Linked DNA regions of Sus scrofa: region 1 is linked to region 2. A link is a contact called in public Hi-C data. All regions are on one chromosome and are shown on one strand. The core of a region is the stretch at or near the end of the contact, and the rest is flanking DNA. Distances in the headings are between cores, read along the strand shown.

Region 1 (5,348 bases), core at 625-3,124, 80 kb before region 2:
CCCACGCCACAGCCACAGCAACATAGGATCTGAGCTGTGTCTGTGACCTACACCACAACTCATGGCAATGCCGGATCCTTAACCCACTGAGAGAGGCTAGGGCTCGAACCTGCAACCTCAGGGTTACTAGTTGGATTCATTTCTGCTGCGCCAGAATGGGAACTCCCGGACTTGACTCCTTCTTGCTTGATGGTTTTTTTCCCAAGCCATTGAGATTCAGAACTTAAAGAACAGAATTCACCAGCAGGTTGTAGGGAGTCAGCAAATTCACCATTTTCTCACCTAATGGTGCCCCCCCAGTGCTCAGGAGGAGACAAGAGCTCTGCCCATCTCCTGGGCAGACTGGAGGTGAGTCTTATCTGGTGAGGGATGTATGCTGGGCCTGCCTTCCACTGGGGAACCAACTGGGGCCAGGCTCAGGAGAGAGACTTCTGGGGAGCCCTCATGTGTCTACACAATCGCCACTGTAGGGCTGCCATGGACTAACTTCAGCACTCACGATGCAAGTGAACGCATGCTCACACTCTCACATGTCCACTGTAGAGGCACCTTCACTTAACAGAAAGGCACAGATCTGGGGGCTTGAATGGTATGAACTGCAGACGTGTGCTGGCTGCGCTAAAGCCCCACCTGGGAGCTGAGACCTGGCTGGGTGGCTTCAGGTGCCATTCCTGATGGCAGAAAGGCAACATTTTTTGTTTCACAGCTGGAGTTCCCCAGTGACACCATGCATCAGTCCCCAAAGGTGCTTCCAATATGATTCTCTTACACTTCTGCACAGGGCCTGGGGGTACAGAAATGAATGACCTGGTCCTGGCCTGCGGGCAGAGGTAAAGAAGCTGGAGTTGCCGGGGTGCAGGTGGGTGGGGAGCGGGTACCTCTGGGGAGGGATTTTTTTCCCCCCCGCTAGGTTCCTATTAGGAACTAATCAGAATCCAGCAGCAGAAGGCAGGAGGGGTGCTGGGGAGCCTGTCCCCTCCACCCTGGGTGGCTTCAGGACCCCAAGGGCCAAGGGCAGGAGGACATCTGTAAATGATCAGGAAGCCTGCAGAGTCCCACAGGCTGAGCCAGGGCAGTGTGGCTCATTATCTGGATAACTGATGGGACATTTTCAATTCGAGGAAACATCTCTGTCTTGTGGCGCCATCTGGCCAGTCAGGTGAACAGCCTGAGCTGAAGGGGGAGTGGGTGCAGAGGTCAAGCCGTCCTGCCCACACCCCTCCCTCCCGGCCGGGTCCCTCGGGGTTGCACCTGGCCGCACCTCCGCCATCCGCGTGGACAGGTTTCGGGACGCTGGCCTTTCGAATCCCGGCCGGCCGCGGCGAGTCCCTGGATCCGTCCGGCCCGCGGGCCGCGGGGCTCGGCACCCGCCTGGGCACCGGCGGGGGCGCGGCTGGGCGTGACGTCACGCGCCCCGCCCCCGCGGCCCCCGCCCACTCCCCAGGTTCCGGGCAGGGCGGTTCGGTGCCTGCCGGGGCTCGCCCGCCCCAGCCCCCTCCCCGGGGGCCGCCCCCTCTCGTCGGGCCGCGCCTCGGCCCCTCGCGTCCCCGCCCGGCGGCGGACTCCGCCTGCTAGAGGCCGAAGCCGCGGCGGCCGCCGCCGTTGCCGCCATTGACGTCAGAGGGGCGGGCACATGACCCCGCGGGGACCAATCGCGCGGGCGCCGAGCGGCTTCTGCAATCTCTCAACTGAGCCGGCCCCCGCGGCCCCCGCCGCACACTCGCCCGCGGACGGCCGCCCAGACACACGTACTGTACACACGAGCGGGCGGCGGGGCCGAGACACGCCCGCCCGCGCGGCCCCCGCTCGCCGCCGCCGCCGCCGCCGCCGCCGGGCCCCCGGCCCCCCTCGGCCCCCCCGGCCCCCCGGCGCTGCCCCGCGTCCCCGCCCGCCCGTCCGCCGAGCCGGTCCGGCCGCCGCGAGCATGCACCCGACGAGCTAGGAGGAAGCCGGAGGAGCCCCGCAGGAAGGACCGAGCGCCGGCTGCCCGCCCGCCCGCCCGGGCCCCTCCCCTGCGGGGCGCCCCCAGCCCCACACCCCCCCACCTTCCTGGGGGGTGGGGGGGTGCGGGCCGCCGACCGCCCGGGACAGCCCGTCTCCCCGCCCCCGGCCCCCTCCCCGGCCCGGCAGGCCATGGATCTGACCAGCAGCTCGGGCGGCGGCGATCCTCGGCAGATTGAGGAGACCAAGCCGCTGCTGGGGGGCGACGTGCCGGCCCCCGAGGGCACGAAGATGGGCGCCGTGCCCTGCCGCCGGGCCCTTCTGCTGTGCAACGGGATGAGGTACAAACTGCTGCAGGAGGGCGACATCCAGGTCTGTGTCATCCGGCACCCGCGGACCTTTCTCAGCAAGATCCTCACCTCGAAATTCCTGAGGCGCTGGGAGCCGCACCACCTAACGCTGGCCGACAACAGCCTGGCGTCCGCCACGGTGAGTCGCTCTGCGCGGCGGCGCGCCTGCACCCCCGCACCTCCCCTCGGGGCCCGGGAGGCGCCCCCTCCCACCGGCTGCCCCCAGCCTGCCGCTGCACCTGGAGCCCGGGGCCTGCGGGGCGCCGGGGGTCGCCGTGGGGGGAGAGGCGGGGAGAACCGGGCGCCCCCCTCCGGGCCTGGGTTCCGGGCTGGATTGTGGAATCCGAAGTTCTGCCCAGCCGGCGGGCTCGGGGAGACCCTTCTAATTCTGGAGACGATCTGGCCCACCCCAGGCTGAACATTTGGGGACCTCCGGGCCCAGCGCTTGTGTTAATTACGGATGGGACCTTGGGACAGATCCGAAGCAGGGCCCTGAGGGTGGTGGGGGTTCCCTTTCTGAAAGCCCATCTGGATCTGCGCCCGAGGGGAAAACAAAACAACTCAAAAAAAAAAAAAAAAAAAAAGAGGAAAAAACCCAACAACCTCAAAACCCCAAAACCCAAAGAATTTCCAGAAGCCAGTTCCTTTCTTTGCTCTACCCGTCTTTTTCCTGCCCGGGCTGGCAGGCAAAACTGGGTGCTTCCCTTTCCGAAAAAAATTTCATTCGCCCATGGGGGGGGGAGGGGGCAGGGGTCCTGCGCTGTCTCCTCCCCATGGAGGGCCAGGGCGGTCAAGTTCTCTGTGCGGAAGCTGGCCTGTGGGGCTCAGGTCTTGCATTGTCTGTGAAGTGTTGTATACGTGTGTTTTGTTGCTGGCGGTTTTGTGTTGTTATTGCTATTGTTTTTAAGTATATGGCTGGGATTGGGTCAGCCGGAGGAGAGGGACAGAAGTCATTGATCTGTTTCTGAAACAGAAAATCTGCAAGGTGGAGAGCTGGGCTGTGGTGGGGTCGCAGCGGGGGAGGGTGGCGGGCAGGAGCCTGAACAGGATGCTTTGTGTTTTGAAACAAGGACAGTTGAAAGCACCAGCTCTGCTTGGGCCCAAGCCTTGCCGAGGGGGTCCTGTCCTCCTCGGAGGGGTGGCAGGTCTTCTCCAGGATGCACACTCCCCCCTCGGGCGACCGTGATCCTGTTTACTAAGCACAGTGGGGCAGGGGGTGGGGGGGAGGCGAATCCAACGCCTGCCCACACCTGTGCCAAGAAAACCCAGCCAGGAAACAGGGTGTCGCTTACATGGCATGTCACAAACGTGTAGCGTGTGCAGACATTTCCCCGGCATCCATGTTCCCTTGGCAGTGTGTCACAGGCCGTGACACATGCTCCAAGGAATGGGGAGGGGGGAAAAGTTAGCCGAAGAAAGCATACTCCTCGAAACAGCTCCCCCCCTCCCGAGAGCATTGAAGCACACGAGGACTTTTATTCTGAATTTTGAGTCCGACGTGCTCAGAACACCTATTTTTCTTTCCTGTGGGCACGTTGGTGCAGTCTGCAAAGACCGCTCTCTCGGGAAGGCTCGCTGGTTGCCATGAAGCGGTCCAGTCCCGGTTTCGGGCTCGTGCATGTTCTGAAGCCCATCCTGAGCCACAGGCCTTGGCATTCGGCTTTTCATTTGATGGAAGGAGAGCCTCGGAAAATTCGCCAGCACGCAGTGTTTCAGACCCGGGGATGAACTGTGTCCCCAGTAGTTCCCTGCCTGGGTCGACAGCCTCCATAGCTGGCTTCAGGATTTTTCCTGGCTGGGCAGTGGTGGTGGTAGTGGGGGGGCTTTCTTCTTCTTTCTGCCACCCCTCAAGATGAAGGGGAGATGGGGGGAGGGGGAAGAAAATGGTTGAGAGGCACCGTGACCTCCCTGGGAAGGACAGGCGGGCTCTCTCGGTGCTCCCCTGGGAGAAGCCGAGGCTGTGCTCCAGCCCATGGTTGGGGGAAGCCAGCTCGGGAGGCTCAAGCTCCCCCCCCCCGGTTTACCTCTGGTTGCTCAAGAGCTACCTACATGGGGGGCGGGGGGAGAAAGACTGAGGCCCTGCGCCAGCTCCTTAAGCAGCCAGGGGCCCCTGCACCACCTTCCCAGCTGAGGTGGGTGGCACCTTTGGAGCTTTGGCCTCACGGGAGAGGAGCTGTGATTTTCTGGGCTGGGGATCAAGGGCCATCCGTGGAACAAGATTGTGTCGGCAGAGCCTTGCTCTGGCGTTGGTTGGGAAATGTGGAAGGAGGAACTACGAGCAAGTGTCCGCTGGGCTGGCACAGGCCCCTTCCGCTGCCTGCTGTGGGCAACCCCCGTGGGCTGGGCACAGGGGATGGGGGGGGTCTTTCAATCCCGCCGTGGGGGGCTCTGGTGGGGCGCCAGGTTCCCCATGCTGGGGGCCTGTGAACCTGGAAGGGGGCTGCTGAGATGGGCCCAGCCCAGGCTGTGGCCCTGCGAGGTGGGGCTGGCACTGCCACTGGGGACCTTGCCCGGTCAGGAGACACCTGGTTGTTGGCGTCCAGGCCCCGGGGGAAGCAGAGCAGCCCCCTGAGGGGTTTCCCTGAGGCCTGAGCATTATGTAATCTGTCTGCGCTTTAGAGCGTGGCCCAACCCAAGCACTCGATTGAGAAATATTAGCCCAAATGAAACACAGGTGAATTTGCGTGCAGTTTGCTACAACCGAACGCCCCACGTGGCCCCGCCTCGAGCTGCCGATGTGTCAGGTGTGTGGTGTTGGTCGCAGCCGTCTGTAAGATGCCCATCGTTCTTTTACTTAGCCGTCTACACAGCCCTTCTCAGACCCATCTGGTAATTATGTGGTTAATTGTGTGGGCTTCAGGCACAAGACTCAGAGTGATTGATCTGGATTCAAACCAATAAACAAACCACATTCACTCTTAAAGTCTGTCTACACTGATCCAATTAGCTGGATGGTGGTCAGAGTTACAGACCAGGCTGCCAGGACCACAGCTGTACCAGGCCCTGGTGGAGGCGTCCTGGGGGGGGCGTGGGGGTGGCGGCGTTCATCCCACCTGG
Region 2 (5,698 bases), core at 1,788-4,287:
ATGGTTACAATGGTGCATTTTATATTATGTGTATTTTGCCACAATTGGGGGAAAAAAAGAAGATGAACTGTAAGGGGATTGTCTAATCTTCAAGATCAAGTTACACTGTCCCGGAGTTAATGACTGGTGAGAAAGGCACCAGGTCGTACCCTGGGGCTTCTGTGTTGCAAAACTCTTGCCCTAAGGCATGGAAAATGAATAAAGAGGAATAGCTGTTAGAAAACAGCATACAAATTTTTATGTATTTGGAAAAATATGTTAAAACATGCAGGGGTTTAGACAAAGAGTAAAAAAAAAAAGCCGCAAGTAACAGCATTTTTTGTTCTGGAGAGCAGAAAGCCTGACAATTTTCTTTTCCTATTTTTCTACACTTTGAATATCTTACATTCGTATTTCTTAATCATAAAAACAACTAGATGAAAACAATTAACTTTTATCTGTTCCTCGTGCTCTAGCTCCTCCCTGTGTAAGGTGTCCTTTGAGCCCAGTTTTATTTTGTGTCTGTAGACTGCTTTGTCTCTGCGACAGCACTGCCCGCTTCCCGTGGAAGGGCATGTCAGCCCTCTTCCGTCCTGAGCTTACTATTAAATCCAGCCTCAGAATCCTTCTCAACACACTGCACAGGTGGTCCCAGCCAAAGACACACACCCGCTGTCCCTAATTACCTGCCATCCTTTCCTGGCATTCGCGCCCACCCCCCAAAGCAAGTGCAGGATTCTGGGGGAGACAGACAGGCGGATATTTATTCCTGGTCCCACGTTGGGGTTCGAGGCAGAGGCTCGAGCTTCAGCAGCCTCACTTGGGACTGACCATCTCTCACGTTTCTCACCCTCTCCCTTCGGCCAAAACCTCACTCCTGACTTAGTTCCAAATCAACATACCTCGTTCCAAGTCAAAGAACCACCAAGCAGACATGCACCTGCCGGCCTACACCACAGCCACAGCCACGCCAGATCCAAGCCTCATCTGCCATCTATACCACCTCTCACGGCCACGCCGGATCCTTAACCCACTGAGCGAGGCTTGGGATCAAACCCGCAACCTCATGGTTCCTAGTCGGATTTGTTTCCTGCTGCGCCGTGCCGGGAACTCCTGCTTTTTCTTTTTTTGATAAATGTTATTGAAACACACATTCAGAAATATGCACAGATCCTTGTAGCTCCGCAAATTTTTGCAACTAAACACATGTGTAGCCAGCCTGCCCCATGTCCTCAACCCCCGGGGGTAACCGCTCTCCTGATGTCCATTAGTGCCCCGAGCTTCATACCCAGGCATTGAGCTGGTTTGGTGACCTGTGAGTACCTGACATTTGGGTGACTTATACAAGCAACTCTCTGGGGGCCTAGGAGCCAGTCAGGGGCAGACCTGGGGTGCAGACTCGGGTCTGCTCCACTGTTCTGTCTTTCAGGGGACGCATGGGAGTGCTGGCCGGCCTGGGATCGGGGGGGATCCCCAGAAATAAAGTTGGATAGAAATGGCCAGATCGGTGTTTCACGAAAGTTGACCGAGAGACGCTGGGGTGGTGAGAGTGCCTGGGGGGAGCAGAGGGCAAAGGTCAACCAAAGGACGGATTGGGGAGCCTGGAGCCTGGAGCAGAGGGTGGGTGTGGGAGTCTGGGTGCTTCGGGGGCAAAGAGATCAGGTGTTCTGGATCGAACGGTAACAGTAAGACCTTTTTTGAAAAAGGATTTTATTCAGAGTGGTTGCTTTTTAATGATGCTGTCTGCCTTTCCTGCTAAACCTGTTTCATCTCTAGCCATCCCACATTAATAGCTATTTTGTTCATTTAAAGCATTCTTAAACGAAAGCTATTACAGATTTTCTACTGCTGCTGAAGAGAATTCAGCCTGGGCTCTGCCATGAAAATATCATGGAAAACATGGTCGAGGTGTGGCGGCTGTGATCTGGTTTAATAAACACGGTGCTCTATAAACTACTTTAGTAAATTAAGAAGTCACCCTCCTGGAATGTGAATAGCAGTAATGATTGACATGTGCCAGGGGGTTGCCCTGCGCTGGACGCCATGCTTGGCACATTCCACCCTTGGTTGCGTCCCCGCCACAACCTTGTGAGGCAGGTACCACTGTTGTGCCCATTTTCAGATGAGAAAACTGAGACCTGGCAGGTGAGATGACTGCCCCTCGATCAGGTGTCTAGAAGGAGGAGCAGCGGGACTGGGGAGGTCAGTCGCACCATTCCCTGTGTCCTGCCCTCCGAACCTGGGGAGTCAGCGATGGGGTGTCCCGCTTCCAGGAGCCTGAGGTACCATAAACCCTGACCACGAGCGGTTGTTGGGACCAAGTGGAAACACGGTCGAAACCCGCGTCATCAGTGAATGGGCGGTGGGTCAGCTCGAGTGGTTTTGGTGGATTGGCTTGAGGCTGGCGCGCATCTCCGTATTCTTACTTCATAAACTGAGTAAGTTGATAACTGCAATTTAAGAAGAGCCTGGTTTTGGAAGGAAGTTGATTTGATTACCGTTTTAGACGACTTTCTTGGTCTGGGCTTGATCCTGTGGATTTCTCTTGGTTTCAGTAATTTCGGGGTGGTGATCTGCCCCCTGCCAAGTCCCACTGACGTTCCGTGCACCCCAAAGAATGTGCGCGAACAGCCTCGTTCCAAGAAAACAGAGCAAGGCAGAAGTAGCATATGGCATCTCCAAGCTAAGGCTGGGTTATGGTCTCGGACAATGATGCGGTTTTTTTTCTTTGTTCACAGGCAAGTTGATTTCTTCTAAGATCATTAATTTTATCCACATCCAGTGGAAATTGTGTTTGTCGTAAATTAAAGCAAAAGTAATGGCGTCCATCTGTTTTTGGAAACCTTAATCTATTAAAGCTGATATAATCAGTCTGTTTACAAGTTCATGGGTCGGAACAACAGTGTTTGTATGCATACCCACAGGAAACGCGATTAGATGGTGCAGAGGAAGAGCACACACCGACAACATGACCGCCCCGAATTCAGGCCGCCTAGATTGCTCGTTCCTTCAAATGTCGTATTAGCTGGGGAGATCCCTTTTGTGACGCAGAGCCTTCCAGCAAACAGTTGGGTGTAGCCGCCTGGAAGAAAGAAGTGCCTGCAGCGGGGCTCTTCCAAGCAGGCGGCTCGAGTACACGGGAAAACATTTTGGGACTGTTTCCATGAGCCCAGCAGTCTGAGGATTTGTGCGGAACCCTAGGGGCTTTAACCAGGCCTTTTTTTTAAAAAAAAGAAACAAACAAACAAACAGAAAAACTAGGGCTTTAACCAGGCGTCCTTGGGGGTTGGTGATGATGGGCGAGGGCAGCTGCCAAGGGTCTAGCTGTTGGGAATGGGGTGGGGCTGACGTGTGTGTGTGTGTGTGTCCCACAGTGATGGAGGAAAATGAAGGCCCTTCAGGAAGCACAGGCTGCAAAAATCTGTTTTTGTTTGGGCGGGGAAGGCACATGCGCGATGCAGTGGCGCTGGCCTGCTCACCAGTCCTGGATGGCTTCCCCCAGTGCAGTTAGGAAATCTTCCCAAGTCCTGACCTGGGCCTCGAGGCTGCTGGGCTTCCATCGGGACCTGCCTCTGTCTCCTTGTCACCGTCCTGGAGTTCCCTTCCCCGGCTGCGGCCCGGGAGTCCTTGGCTCAGCCGGGCTGGCCTCTGACCCCCTGAGTGCACCCCATCCTCTTTGCAAAGACCAGTCCTCTCACCCTCCCTCCCGAGTCCCCTCCAGTCCTCAGCGGCAGTGTCCCCTCCCCAGGGGATTGTCACCATCCTCCAGGACAGCCTCCCCATTGCCAGGACACGGTGGGAGAGTCTCTCTGGGGGCTCTAGAGCGCGAACACAGCTCCCGTGAAATAAGGTGTCCGTTGGTGGTTTTGTGTCCCTGTGTGCTGGGACACGATCCCCACGGTCCCAGCCAGCCCCCAGCTCCGAGCTTCATGTGCCCGAGGGCCGCCGTCACCGGGGGATGCGTGATGGAGACAGACGTGTGCGGAGAATGGGGCTGGAAGTAATTGTCTGATGTGCAGAATCGCCTCAGCCACCTTGAAAGCTGCCTTTGAGGGCTGCTCTGTGACTGTCGCACACACAGCCTATCCGGCTAAACAGAGGGCGGAATCAAGGGCCAGGAGCCGGCGGTCACCGTGGCAGCCTAGCGTGAACGCTGACCTAGTGTCTGGTCAGAACACACTGGTTGGATGAGTCCACCGACTGGTCCCAGCCCGCCCATTGCAGATCCCCGGCCCGTGAATGCCTCTGAGCCCACCCCTCGCTTGTTCACCCCGGCTGAGAGGCAGACAGCTGCTTCTTTGAAGCCAGTACAATGTTTCTTATTTGGAGTGCTATTTTAATTTTTTTTAAAGCTTCATACGTATCAGGTTCTGGGCTTATGTGTTTCATGTGCTCTGCTCTTCTGTCACATCTTGTTGATTTCAAAAACAGCTCAATTTTATACTTTATGTGACTCTTCTTCTTGTGAAAAATCGATTCCTTATAGCAAAGTGTGACGTTCCCCTTCTTCTGCCACAAACCCGGTTCGTACCCCATGTCCCATCCCTCCAGGCTTTTCTGTGTATTTACATTTAAACAGATAGTTTTATGGAACGTGTATAAACCTAAGGGAATCAGATCGTGTGCTGCTTGGGTGCAGTTTGCCTCTTCTCCTACTGAGACCTTGTGGGGATGTGTTGGTGCTGGTTGGCTAAAGGCAGATGAACTGTGCTAACTGGACTCGCTCCTCTGAATGTCAATGGCAGGGGACTCTTTTAGCAGATTGGCTGGATGGTGACCCGTCTGTGAGTCCCGGCGGCTGACGCTCGGCCCGTAGGCGGCTCTGGGAAACCCCAGTGCTTTTCTTCTGGTGAGTTGTGTTGTGTGTTTCCAAGAGCCAGTGTGTCTGTTCCCATAGCCGATCCTGCTGGTTATAGGAGTTACAGTAATGACACAATTTGCTTGAAGATCTCAGATGAAACGTGAGTGTGAAAAGAGAGTGGCTGTTTTACCAAAACCGAATGGAATGCTTGAGAGTCTCCGTCAGTCAAACAATAGCTGTTGTGGGTGAGAGAGCCTTAAAGGAGTGAGAAAAAGCCATACTGACGCGATGGCCTTGCGAAGGTCTTTAAAGAAACAGGAATTGCCAGCTGTCAACTGCAGGTCGCATGGGGTGTGTGGGACAGAGGCCGTGGGGCCTTCAGTGGTGGGGACCGTTCTGTGTGTCCCTCCTTCGATCGACTTATTTCGGGTTCATCACCGACAGCTGTTCTACCTCCTCCTGTTCAGCTGCGGCCTCGGAGTCGTCACCTGGTCCTTCCTTCCCACCCCACCCCCATCCGTGGATGCCGAGGCCAGTCCCCACTCAGACGCAGTGGGGAGCAGGCAGCCTTATCTCAGATGCCCGTGCACACCCCAGTTGTGGATGGATGCTGAGATGCAGAATTGCTGGGTGTGGGTACCGTTCCTTTTCAGGGAGCTGGCGCTGGTTGATTGTGAGGTGGCGGCTTCCAGGCTGGGTGCTCCGTGACGGCAGAAGCAGTCAGCTTTCACCGGGGAACGGGGGTTACGCTGGGGGCCAGGTGGCAAACGTACAGATGCTCAGCAAGCGCTCGGTTCTGTTTGTTCGGCAGGTGTTTCTCGAGCCCCACTTGTATGCCAGGGGCCGTGCTGGGCCCTGGGGTGGGCGATTCCCAGCCTGGAGCCCTGGTCTGGAGAAGCAGGTGAAGTTATTCTGCGT

The links. A called contact is a pair of places that touch in the nucleus more often than the background predicts.
Region 1: a contact with region 2 is called in a Hi-C map of skeletal muscle, with 2.8 times the contacts expected there. The contact joins the promoter of CMIP here to the enhancer-like site in region 2. A contact is called at or near these places in 2 of 5 promoter capture datasets (both in liver), 8 of 47 Hi-C or Micro-C datasets (blood, liver, mesenteric adipose tissue and 1 more) and 1 of 2 datasets of contacts at active chromatin or transcription factors (alveolar macrophages).

What each region holds. Positions count from the first base shown.
Region 1 is chr6:6,878,400-6,883,747 of Sscrofa11.1, reverse strand. It overlaps CMIP (C-Maf-inducing protein), which reads left to right and starts at 1,874. Exons shown (of 21, transcript XM_021093761.1): 1 at 1,874-2,430. The coding sequence starts at 2,134.
Region 2 is chr6:6,798,715-6,804,412 of Sscrofa11.1, reverse strand. The region is part of intron 1 of CMIP (C-Maf-inducing protein); the gene reads left to right. Among named protein-coding and RNA genes, the nearest start is that of CMIP, 80 kb to the left of the region's middle. Within about 2 kb of position 3,037, at least 6 of the 83 cell types and tissues checked have an H3K27ac peak or open chromatin away from gene starts, as enhancers often do. A contact at or near this core is called in skeletal muscle, where this site is marked.